2 separate regions of the Mus musculus genome follow, and region 2 is linked to region 1. Evidence: chromatin contacts called from public promoter capture Hi-C data. All regions are on one chromosome and are shown on one strand. Each heading gives the region's core, a stretch centred on a gene start, on an enhancer-like site or on the middle of the called end of the contact. The rest is flanking DNA. Distances are from core to core; before and after follow the strand shown.

Region 1 (4,802 bases), core at 474-2,973:
CCACGCACTCGTTGGCCTCGCGGGCCGTGGCGCGCTGCCAGGGCCGGTCGTAGTGGAAGGGCTTGCAACGGTCGCATTCAGGGCCGGCCGTGTTGTGCCTACAGTCACACACCAGACTGTCGTCTCGGTCGCGCACGCAACGCGCCGCGTGGCCGTTGCACTTGCAGCGGCCGCCAACCTGCAGGTCAGACACTGCATAGTAATAGGAGTCGCGCGCCAGCTCCGAGTCGTCTTCGTTCTCGTCGCCGAACGTGTGCAGGCGGCTGAAAGCCACGCGGATGTCGGTGGCCGTGACCCAGTCCTGCAGCACCGGCGAGTTGTCGAAGTCGTGCGCCGAGGGCCGCCCGTCCAGCGTGCTGAAAGCGATCAGCCCGCCAGAGAGCGGGCGCATGTCGGTGTGCGAGTCGGTGCACACGGCCTCCTGCTCGTTCTGTTTGGTGATAGGCGCGCGGTGCGGCCGGTTGTACATTTTGCGGCACTGCGTGGAATAGAACTGGAAGGGCACCCACGTGCGCCCGTAGTCCATGGACTTGTAGATGGCCATGGACTCTGGCCGCGGCGAGCAGAATTGCAGGCTCACATAGGTCACCTCAAACTTCTTGCCGAGCGACAGAGTGAGCGTCACGTTGTGCGGGAACTGCAGGTAGTTCTCGGACTGCCAGCACGTCAGGTTGTGCGGGTTATTGAGGTCGGTGAGGAAGGCGGGCGGGTGCGCTTTCTTGGGATCCGAAGAGTTGCAGAGGTGACAGGAGCGCAGCCGCTCTTCACCACGCTCGCTCACCACGCAGTAGCGCGCCGGGGGCCGGCCGCAGGTGCTGGACACGCGCACGTCCTTGCCGAAGGCCGCGTTGACAAAGTCCGGGATGCAGCGGCGCGGGTGTCCATTCTCATCCGAGCAAGGATCAGGCTGCGCCGCCTGGCCGGCGAACATGCTAAGCCCGGGCCCGCCGCGCACCGCGCCCACCAGGCACGCCACCGCCGCCAGCGCCGCCAGCGCCTCCCACACAGCGCGCATCATGCTGTGGCCAGCTTGCCCCGGCCCCGCCGCGCCAAGGAGTCGGTTCGCCCGCCGCACCAGGCGCCTGCGGAGAGAGGGGAGCCGCGCTCAGCCAGCCAGCAGCCAGCCCGCCCCGCGCCCAACAGCCCTCGGTGGAGTGGCGGGCAAGTGCCCCGCTCCCCGGGGTACCAACCCCGAGACTGCCCACTTCCCTCCCCCAAAGTCCGGGGGACCCCGAGCGCAGGGGCTTCCAAACCTGAACCGCCCGCGCCCCTTCCTCCCGGCTTCCCCAGCCTCCCGGCCAACCGAAGAGCAAGCCCGCGCCCATCTGCCCATCCGCAGCTATGCCCATTCTCCTTGCTCCCTTAAGCCTCAGGCGCAGCAGGGCTCCAGATCCCCCAACCACGCACGGGCTCAGCGTCCTTTTCTCTTGCCACCTGGGGTCCTTCCTTTATAAATGCCCCCTCCCCAATCGCGTCCCCGCTGGGGATTCCGCGTAGGAGACTTTACCTCTAAGTGATGGCAAAAGAGAAAGAAAAGTTTGCCTGGCCCAAGCCGGGGAGCCCGCGCGCCGGACTGCAGAGAGCCTCTCGCTGGCGGCTAGCAAGAGCGTCCTGTCTCAACGCGGGCTTGCCAGCTCCATGCCCGGCGCGGCCGCCGCTGCCCCAGCCCCGGCCCCGGCCGCCACCGCCGCCGCCTCTTCCTCCCGAGTGACGACGCGGCCGCCGACTCCCGCCGCGGTCCGAGTGCTGCCCTGCCCGCCCGGGGCGCACACACACACACACACTCACGCTCGCTGGCGCGCACTCACACACGCACGCACGCCCCCGAAGGCTCTGCCGCCGCCCGCCGCTGCCGCTGCCGCTGCCGCCGCCGCCACCACTCGCGCTAGGAGTGGGGGGCGGAGGGGAGCGCGGAGGCGGGGCCGCCGGGCGGGGCGCCGGCCAGTAACGTCGGCAAGCAGCCGCCCGCTCACGAGCAAAGTTTTAACCCCGGGAAGAAGAAAGTTAAAGCCAACGGGCCCGGGATGCTCCAGAGGGCGAGAGCGAGCGGGTGGGAACCTGGGAGCCGGAGAAAGAACAGCAGAGACAAAGAGAAAGCAAGAGGAGCGCCCGGGGAAACCCCGGAGAGGGGGCAGGGCCGGCGCGCACCCTGTGGGGGTGGGGTGGGGGCGAGAACGGCTTTCTCCCTCCCGGTCCCAGCCAAACACATCTGTGTTTGTTTTCTTTTCTTCGCAGAGGTCCAGCCTTCCTCCAACCCAGACTGGTGGCCCCGGTGGCACTACGCTCAGGGCCTTGCCCCTATGGGCACTCGGCCCCAGAGGCGTGAGGAAGGGGAACTGGAAAGGGATGTGAACTTTCTGCCCCTAGGCTCTAGGGGATGGGGTGGGGGGCAACAAGAGGCAGCGCCTAAACCTCACAGAGTTGTCACTGCCAATTTTCTTTTAGGCCTGGAAGCTGTGGTGATTCGAGGCTAAAGGCCAAGAAGCTCGGACGCACCTGGATAGTGGCCTACTCAGGTCTATCCTGAACTTCAGAGATGGGGCCAGTTCAGTTCTCCCAGGGTCCCCTGAAGCTGACTTGGCAGCTCCTAGATCCTTTTTTTTTTTTAATATCCCTAGGGAGATTCCCACAATAGCTTTGCATAGTACCAATTGACTCTACTCTTCAACTAAGGGTGTGGAGGCTTCAGAGGCTAGGGATAACTTTCCCAAATTTCTGGCTACTTATATGTGTGTGTGTGTGTGTGTGTGTGTGTGTGTGTGTGTGTGTGTGTATGTATGTGTGTGTATATATATATAATTTGGATACAGTAATCTGGGCTCCTGGCCTGAGGCAGTGGTGTTCTCCTGTGGGTGGTGTGCTTTTGCCACTTCAGCTACTCTGGAGGCCGAAGGCTTGAGAGCTATCTTAAGCCCAGGAGTTCAAGGCCAGCATGGGGAACATACCCCATCTCAAAGAAACATGAGCTCTCTCACCACGTTTGTCTAATGGATAACCTCGCGCAATTACAGTCTCCTGGGGTGTCCTCGGGCCACCCAGCCTCTGGCCTGGTTCTCTGTTGCCTTAACAAAAGGACTGTGAACAAGAATGGTAACCTTTGGCTGTCTTGCAGCTACAGCCAGAGTTCAGAGGTGAGAATCTATCCAGCTGCGAGCTTGAAACTAGTTACTGTTAAGTTTCTTTCTCATTTAGAATGTGATTCAATAACAGACTCAGACAGAAAAACTCCACTCCTGATTCTGGCCCAAGGGCTTCCTTGCTTCAGCCCGCCTCATTCTGTTCCTTCCACTTTCATAGACTCTGAGAACCTAAGAAAGGGCCTCGGGGATGGGCTGGCCCAGCTTGTTCTCCTTGGACGAAGGCCCTTCTTCCTGGTCTTCCTGAGAGCTGGCCACCCAAGCCAGCTCTTCCAGGGAGGCAGGCCAGCTACAGCCCAAGGAAATAAATCCATGTCATTGCGGGGACAGTCTGGACTCACCCTTGGTCCCTGGGGTTGTGTTTTAGCTTTGCCTGTTTATGTCGTTTACCACTCTGTACTGTTTATTTATGCCTTGCCTTGTGGTAGAAAGGACTGCAGGTGAGTTACAGGGGTACTTAAAACACGGCAAAATAACATAAATCAGAAATGAGGCAAAAGGGACTACAAGAAATGTTTAACCATGGTGGACTTTGACATCTCAGTGGTATGCTGGAAGGAGACAGGGCACTTGGAAGAACACAGTTTGGAGCCAGAGTGCCTGCATCCAACTAGTGCCTCTGCTGTGTGGCCTGGGCAAGTCTTTGCATCTTTCTCAGCCTTGACTTTCTCACCTATAAAAGAGGGATACCAATATCTCTACCTCACAGGATCATGAGCATCAAATTAGTTGACACACAGGAATATTACAACTTATAGTACATATGCTTACATAGTGTAATTACATAACAACTCAAATAACCTGCTACATGTATGTCTATGTAAATACACATAAAACCAGGACTGGGGTGTAGCTTTCTGGTAGAGTGCTTGCCTAGCACACAGAAGGCCCTTGATTCAGCTGCTAATACTGTGTGAATAAATAGACACATATACAGAAAGCCAGCCATACGGTAAAGAAGCATTATGAATTTATCAGTATTAAATTGCTAAAGCAACACAGAAAATTTTAATTACTTCAAGAACATTTAATTATGTGGAAAGAGTTTTGTGACATTGGAAAAGCAAGCTGGAAAAACGTGGGCAATCTAGTGTCATATGTGTGTGTGTGTGTGTTCATTAGAAGACAGTGTCAGTAGTGGGTTTGTCTTGAGAGGGAAATGACTCGTGATGTTGACTTATCTTTGCTGTTATGTTCTCAATTTTCTATAACACAATAGGAAGGAAATCTAAGAGAGAAAAAGGCAAAGGGAAGACAAAGTAGACGCGGGAATAATGCCAAAATTCACCCGGGGATGGCCTATTTTCCTCCTGTGGGTGGGCGACCAATTTGTTCCTAAGCTTTCCCGCAGCCAAAATGAAAAGGAGACCATGTCCCTTACACTAGTCCCAGTGTCCGTGAGATAAAAACAGAGCCATGGCTCAAGAGAATTACAACTCTTCTTGGTACTAAAATCAGACAGGAATTTCTCCTGGGGGGGCCTCATAAAGGGAACACAGTGTGAGGTAATGAGCAAACATCCCCCTAATGATCACAGCCGAGAGCTCCTAGGGGCAGACGCTGGGATCGGCCCTGCAAATAGGCGGATGGCATCGCACCAAAACAAGTCAGGAAAACAGTCTCTCCAGGAGGGGTCGAAAAGGGATAGATTGGGGTGCTCAGCTC
Region 2 (4,767 bases), core at 1,152-3,651, 45 kb after region 1:
TTCTTTCTTTCTCTCTTTCTTTCTTTCTTTCTTTCTCTTTTCCTCTTCTTCTTCTCCTTCTCCTCTTCCTCCTCCTCCTCCTCCTTCCCTCCTCCTCCTCCTCCTCCTCCTCCTCCTCCTCCTCCTCCTCCTCCTCCTCCTCCTTCTTTTGGAAGTATAGGCTAGAGGATTCCGGCTGTTGCCATTTTGTCAGATTCTCTTGACTATCCCTCTGGGTCACCTTCTGCTTCCCAGCTCCTCTGGGCTCAGTCTTTTCCCAGGAATGAATGGCAACTGATATGACCTGTTGTCTGGCTATGAGTACAGACTGAATAACTGAGGGGAGGCAATATAAACAGAAATCAGACTGTGGAAGGGCAAGGAGGGATGAAAAACTCAGGGCAGACTGCCTCGTGTCCTATGTGCTGAGGTACGGTTTACCATGAGCAGATAGTTTGGCTTTTAGGAAAGCATGCTAAGAGTTTGGATGTGAGCTGGCTGACTAGGCTTCCTGTGTTGGAAGCGTCGTCCTCTGCATGGTGCTGTCAGGAGCTGGAGCCTGTGGGGAGGGAATGAGATCCCAGGGCGTCTCGGCACTGACGACTGAGGTACAGAGGTGCAGAAGCACCAGAACCACAGGTTTTCCACTCAAGAGAGAAGTCCAGGCTACCATTTTGAATGGGATGGACAGATGGACCAAAGTGCTCTGGGAAAAGAGAAGCCAACTCATGCAAACATGCAAGGCTTCCAATGCTAAAGAGAAGATGAAGAAAAAGAAGCCAGAAACAGAGGTCTGAAGTGAAGGGTCTCCAGGGACCAGGGGAGTTTCCTCAGAAAGGTAGCAACAGTAAGCCACATGCTGGATCTGGCCTTTAGGGCTTTCCTGGTGACCTTTTTCTAGAACATAGTGGACTAAATGTAAGATGAGGAAGTCAAAACAGGGCAGGCTGCTCTCTGAAAACATCAGACAACGAAGGGAAGCAGGGGGATTACAAATAGCCTTGTTTGTAAGAGGAAACAACAGAGCTGTACAGTGGTGGGAATGTAACCAGGTGGCACCACCGAGTGACAGAGGCACCCATGGGTCTTTCCAGCTGCACTGGGGACACTGCTTCTAGTGGCTGTCACTTTAATTTCTGTCCAGAAGATGCCAGGTGCTCTTGAGGTCTGGTGGTTGGCCCTGCAGGGACAACAACACACCCCAGTGTTGAAGGGAGGAAAATTTCAAACTCAACATCTGCGCCACAGCTGCTAGTAAGAAAGAGGGTGTGCCATTGGAGGGCAGCATCGCTGGGTTTCTGAGGTCCTGAGCTTCCCGGGGTTTTAGCTTTATTCTGCCTTCAGTTTTGGGAATAGCAAGAATGCAGAAGAAGTCAAACATTCCACAACTTCTCTAGCACATTCCTGGACTGTGAAATGCGCTCTTCTCTATCTTCTCCTTCAGGCACCTACTGCCAATCTTGTCTGCTTCTTTACAGTGAAGCCTGCTTCCTCCATCCCTCTCCTCCAAATGTCAACATGTTTGTGAATAAAGTAGAGACTGGGGAGAGAGTTGTATGGACCACATTGCCCACGGCCGGGCTCCTCACCTGTAAACAGGTAGTTGGGATGGAGATCACTGTGGCTAGACCTATGGTGGGCATTGAGCCCCTTCCCACCTAGTTCCAACTTCTGCGCCCGCCCAAAGGGTACTTTCTGTTTCTGTCTATTTAGGGAAGTTGCTTTTTCTTGGTATTTAGGGAGTCAGGAAAAGAAAAACCATTGGGTTTTTACATTAGCTTTCAGGTAGGGTTGTGGCTTTTGAGCAACAATAACGTATGACCTTGTGGTCGGTTCTAGATCTACTACTGGGAAGGTGGAACCCAGCTGAAGTGATGAGAGATTCTGGTACCGTGTAGAGGTGGTGGGTTGTGAGATCAGAGGTTGCAGAAGCAGTGCTGGAAGTTTGGATTGGTTGGAAGTTTCTAGGAAGATTCCTGTAGACGGAATAGAGGAATCAGGGTGCTTACTCCTCAGCACATCAGGGGTGCAGGCCTTTTAAGGGTTAAGAGCACCCGAAAAATAGAAGTAGTAGGAGGAAGTGGGGCGCTGGGTCGCATTGCGAGAAGGAAGCAGCTCATCGGAGCTTCCTCTTTCTCCTCCTTCCCCGAAGCCCCCACCCACCCCTCCTGCACAGACAAAACGCTCTTCCGCCCCACGGAACCTCACCTTACTTTTGGGGAGCTGTGTTACTCAGTACTGGTACACAAGCCGAAGCGGATGGGGTCCTAGCGCAGGGCAACTGCTTTGAGTCCTAAACTCTAGGGCTGGATGTACCGGCTTGACACAATCGAGCCACCAGAGGGCGAGAGAGCCCGGCTGGGCGGCTAGCCCTGGTCATACCCCGCCCCCAAAGCCCCGCCCCAAAGGCCCCGCCTCCCCTAGGGTTGTAGAGACCCGGCAGATGCTGGGACTTGCTGCCCGGTTCCAGCCGCTGAGCGGTGGTCGGGGGCCTCACCCCAACTGCTGAGAGTCGCCGCAGGAGAGGGGCTCGGCGCCCGGCGCCCAGCGGGGACTGCAGGTGTGTAGCTGGACAGCCAGGGGGTGCTGAGGACGCGTATAAGAGCTCGAAGCACAGCCAGAGCAGGTTGGGACCATTCTGGAGTAGTGTGCTCCAACTGCAGCCGGTAGGCTGGACAGTTGGCGACCTTCTAGTTCTATAGTTAAGGTCCACCTAGGGGACCGGGGCCCACAAACCCATGGGACAAACCCAGAGGCAGAAGGGGCGTCCCAGGACTGTTCATCAAGATTGAAGTAGCTATGCGGCCAAGTGTGTGTGTGTGTGTGTGCAGCCTCCTGCTGGGTTACAAGCCACCGTGTGCTCTGGAGTGAAGGAACCTGCCTGTCTCTGGCTCTGAACTCTCTGGAGGAACGTGGACAACAGGAGTTGTTTGGCATCAGGACCGGGGCGTTATCCTCCACCGAGCCTCAGGCTGCCCAAAGTTAGTGACTCTCAGACGCGGCTGCGGGCTGGGAATTGCGCGCCCAGCACAGTGTTTACACGCCGGAGACACGCGAGTATGAGTGTGTGAATGTATACACGTGTGTGCATGGTAGGACTGGCATGATGGCCCATCCTAGGGTGGTAGTAGTAAATATGCAAGAAGTTCAGGACAGTAGGAGGAAGGAGGCTGTTCAGAGGGAAAAGGAAGGCGAGATGAAAGCAGCAGGATGTGGTATGAAGTGAGTTAAGCCTCCTGTCGAGAGGAGGGGTGGCTTTTGGCAACAGGAGGTCTAAAAGCAGGCCAACTCACCTGAAGGCCTTTTCTGAATGGCGGTCCACTTTGCTTTCCTTGCCTGGTAAGGCCCGGTTCCCAGAGCAGAGCTATGCTCCTGTAATGCCTGTCGAGTCTTTGGAACCCAGTTGTACAGTACAGCTTTCCAAGGTGAAACACATTTTAAATAGGGTTCTTAAGCCTTGATGGGGGAGTTTGCTTGGTAAGGTGTAAGACGGAATAGAGACCTGAAGTCCAGCCAGGTTCTGGCATATGACATCTCCTTATTTGTAAAACTGGCTGTGTATGTCTGAGCTGCAGTGTCAGGTCAGAAATGAAAGAACACAACGCAATGAGAGCTTCGTGGGCAACCCTCCACTGTGATTGTTACAAGCTCTTACAAGCACATAGAATCTGTATGTTTAAAGAGACTCATTCCCACCGAGGGGCTGAACTGTGCGCTACGTAAACGTGTGTGTGTGTGTGTGTGTGTGTGTGTGTGTGTATGTGTGTGTGTGTAGCCTGGTGTTTGAGCCTTTGGTCCAAATGAGCAGCAACGAATATTACCTATAAGGATATATCCTCAATTTGGAGATGTACATGTGGTTCACATTTTATTTCCATATATCAGTTATTATTTAAAACATTTGTTATTTAATTTGTGGCTGTGGATGAGAGCGTACACGTGCAGGCTTGCTATGGTACATATGGTGGTCAAAGGGCACCTGGAAGGGGTCTGTCCTCTCCTACCCTGTGAGTCCCAGGGACTCAGGTTGTCAAGCAAAGCAGGAAGCTGTCTCATCTGCTCTGTCATTTCTGAGACAATCTCAGCCTGTGCCCCAGGCTGGCCTCCGACTCAGTAGGTAGCCGAGGCTGGCCTTGAGCTCCACTTCACACTCGAAGTTTAGCAATTAAAGTTAACAGATTACTATCATAATAAGCCCTGATATTTCTTTCTTGTCAATACACAAAGTAGTGGTGCATCTTTACAACTGATGGCATCTTACAGTTTGTTAAATACAGGGTATATTTACAGATTGGAGGGAATATTTTTTAGAGGTACATGGGTACACACAGAATTGTGTCAGTCTTCTATCTTGCATACATTTAAAAAATCGAACCTCATTGACATTTTGTGGTATCTAGGTTTTTTGTTTGTTTGTTTTTTTTTTTCTGGGTGTTAATTGTTTTTTGTTTTTTGCTTTGTTTGGTTTTTGAGACAGTCTCACTGTGTATCTCCTAGCTGACCTGAAACTCACTTGTGTATACCAGGCTGACCTTAAATTCACAGACATCTGCCTACCTCTTATACCCAAATGCTTTTTTGAATTGCTTTCAGCAGGGATTAAAAACATGCACCTCCACAGCTGGCCTGATGGGATCTAGTTTTAAAGACAGTGTTGCCTGCTTTGTTGGGTGGAACACATCCGACCTGATTCAGTAGCTTTTCCTGAACGTGATCAGATACTTTGAACCCACCCTTCTCCTTTGTACCTTGGGTCTGCTTCTGATACATTTCCCTCCATCTCTTCCA

Evidence for each region. Capture Hi-C pulls out chosen DNA fragments and counts their contacts.
Region 2: a contact with region 1 is called in a promoter capture Hi-C map of adipose tissue. The contact joins the promoter of Pik3r5 here to the promoter of Ntn1 in region 1. A contact is called at or near these places in 1 of 39 promoter capture datasets (macrophages), 1 of 484 Hi-C or Micro-C datasets (embryonic stem cells), 6 of 115 datasets of contacts at active chromatin or transcription factors (effector CD8 T cells, embryonic stem cells, memory CD8 T cells and 1 more) and 2 of 9 other capture datasets (adipose tissue and pancreatic islet).

The regions. Positions count from the first base shown.
Region 1 is chr11:68,385,103-68,389,904 of GRCm38.p6, forward strand. It overlaps Ntn1 (netrin 1), which reads right to left and starts at 1,724. Exons shown (of 7, transcript NM_008744.2): 1 at 1,508-1,724; 2 at 1-1,082. The coding sequence starts at 1,018.
Region 2 is chr11:68,429,724-68,434,490 of GRCm38.p6, forward strand. Pik3r5 (phosphoinositide-3-kinase regulatory subunit 5) reads left to right here and starts at 2,402. Exons shown (of 19, transcript NM_177320.2): 1 at 2,402-2,539. Gm32046 (a long non-coding RNA gene) reads right to left here and starts at 2,362. Exons shown (of 2, transcript XR_388771.3): 1 at 2,188-2,362; 2 at 965-1,955.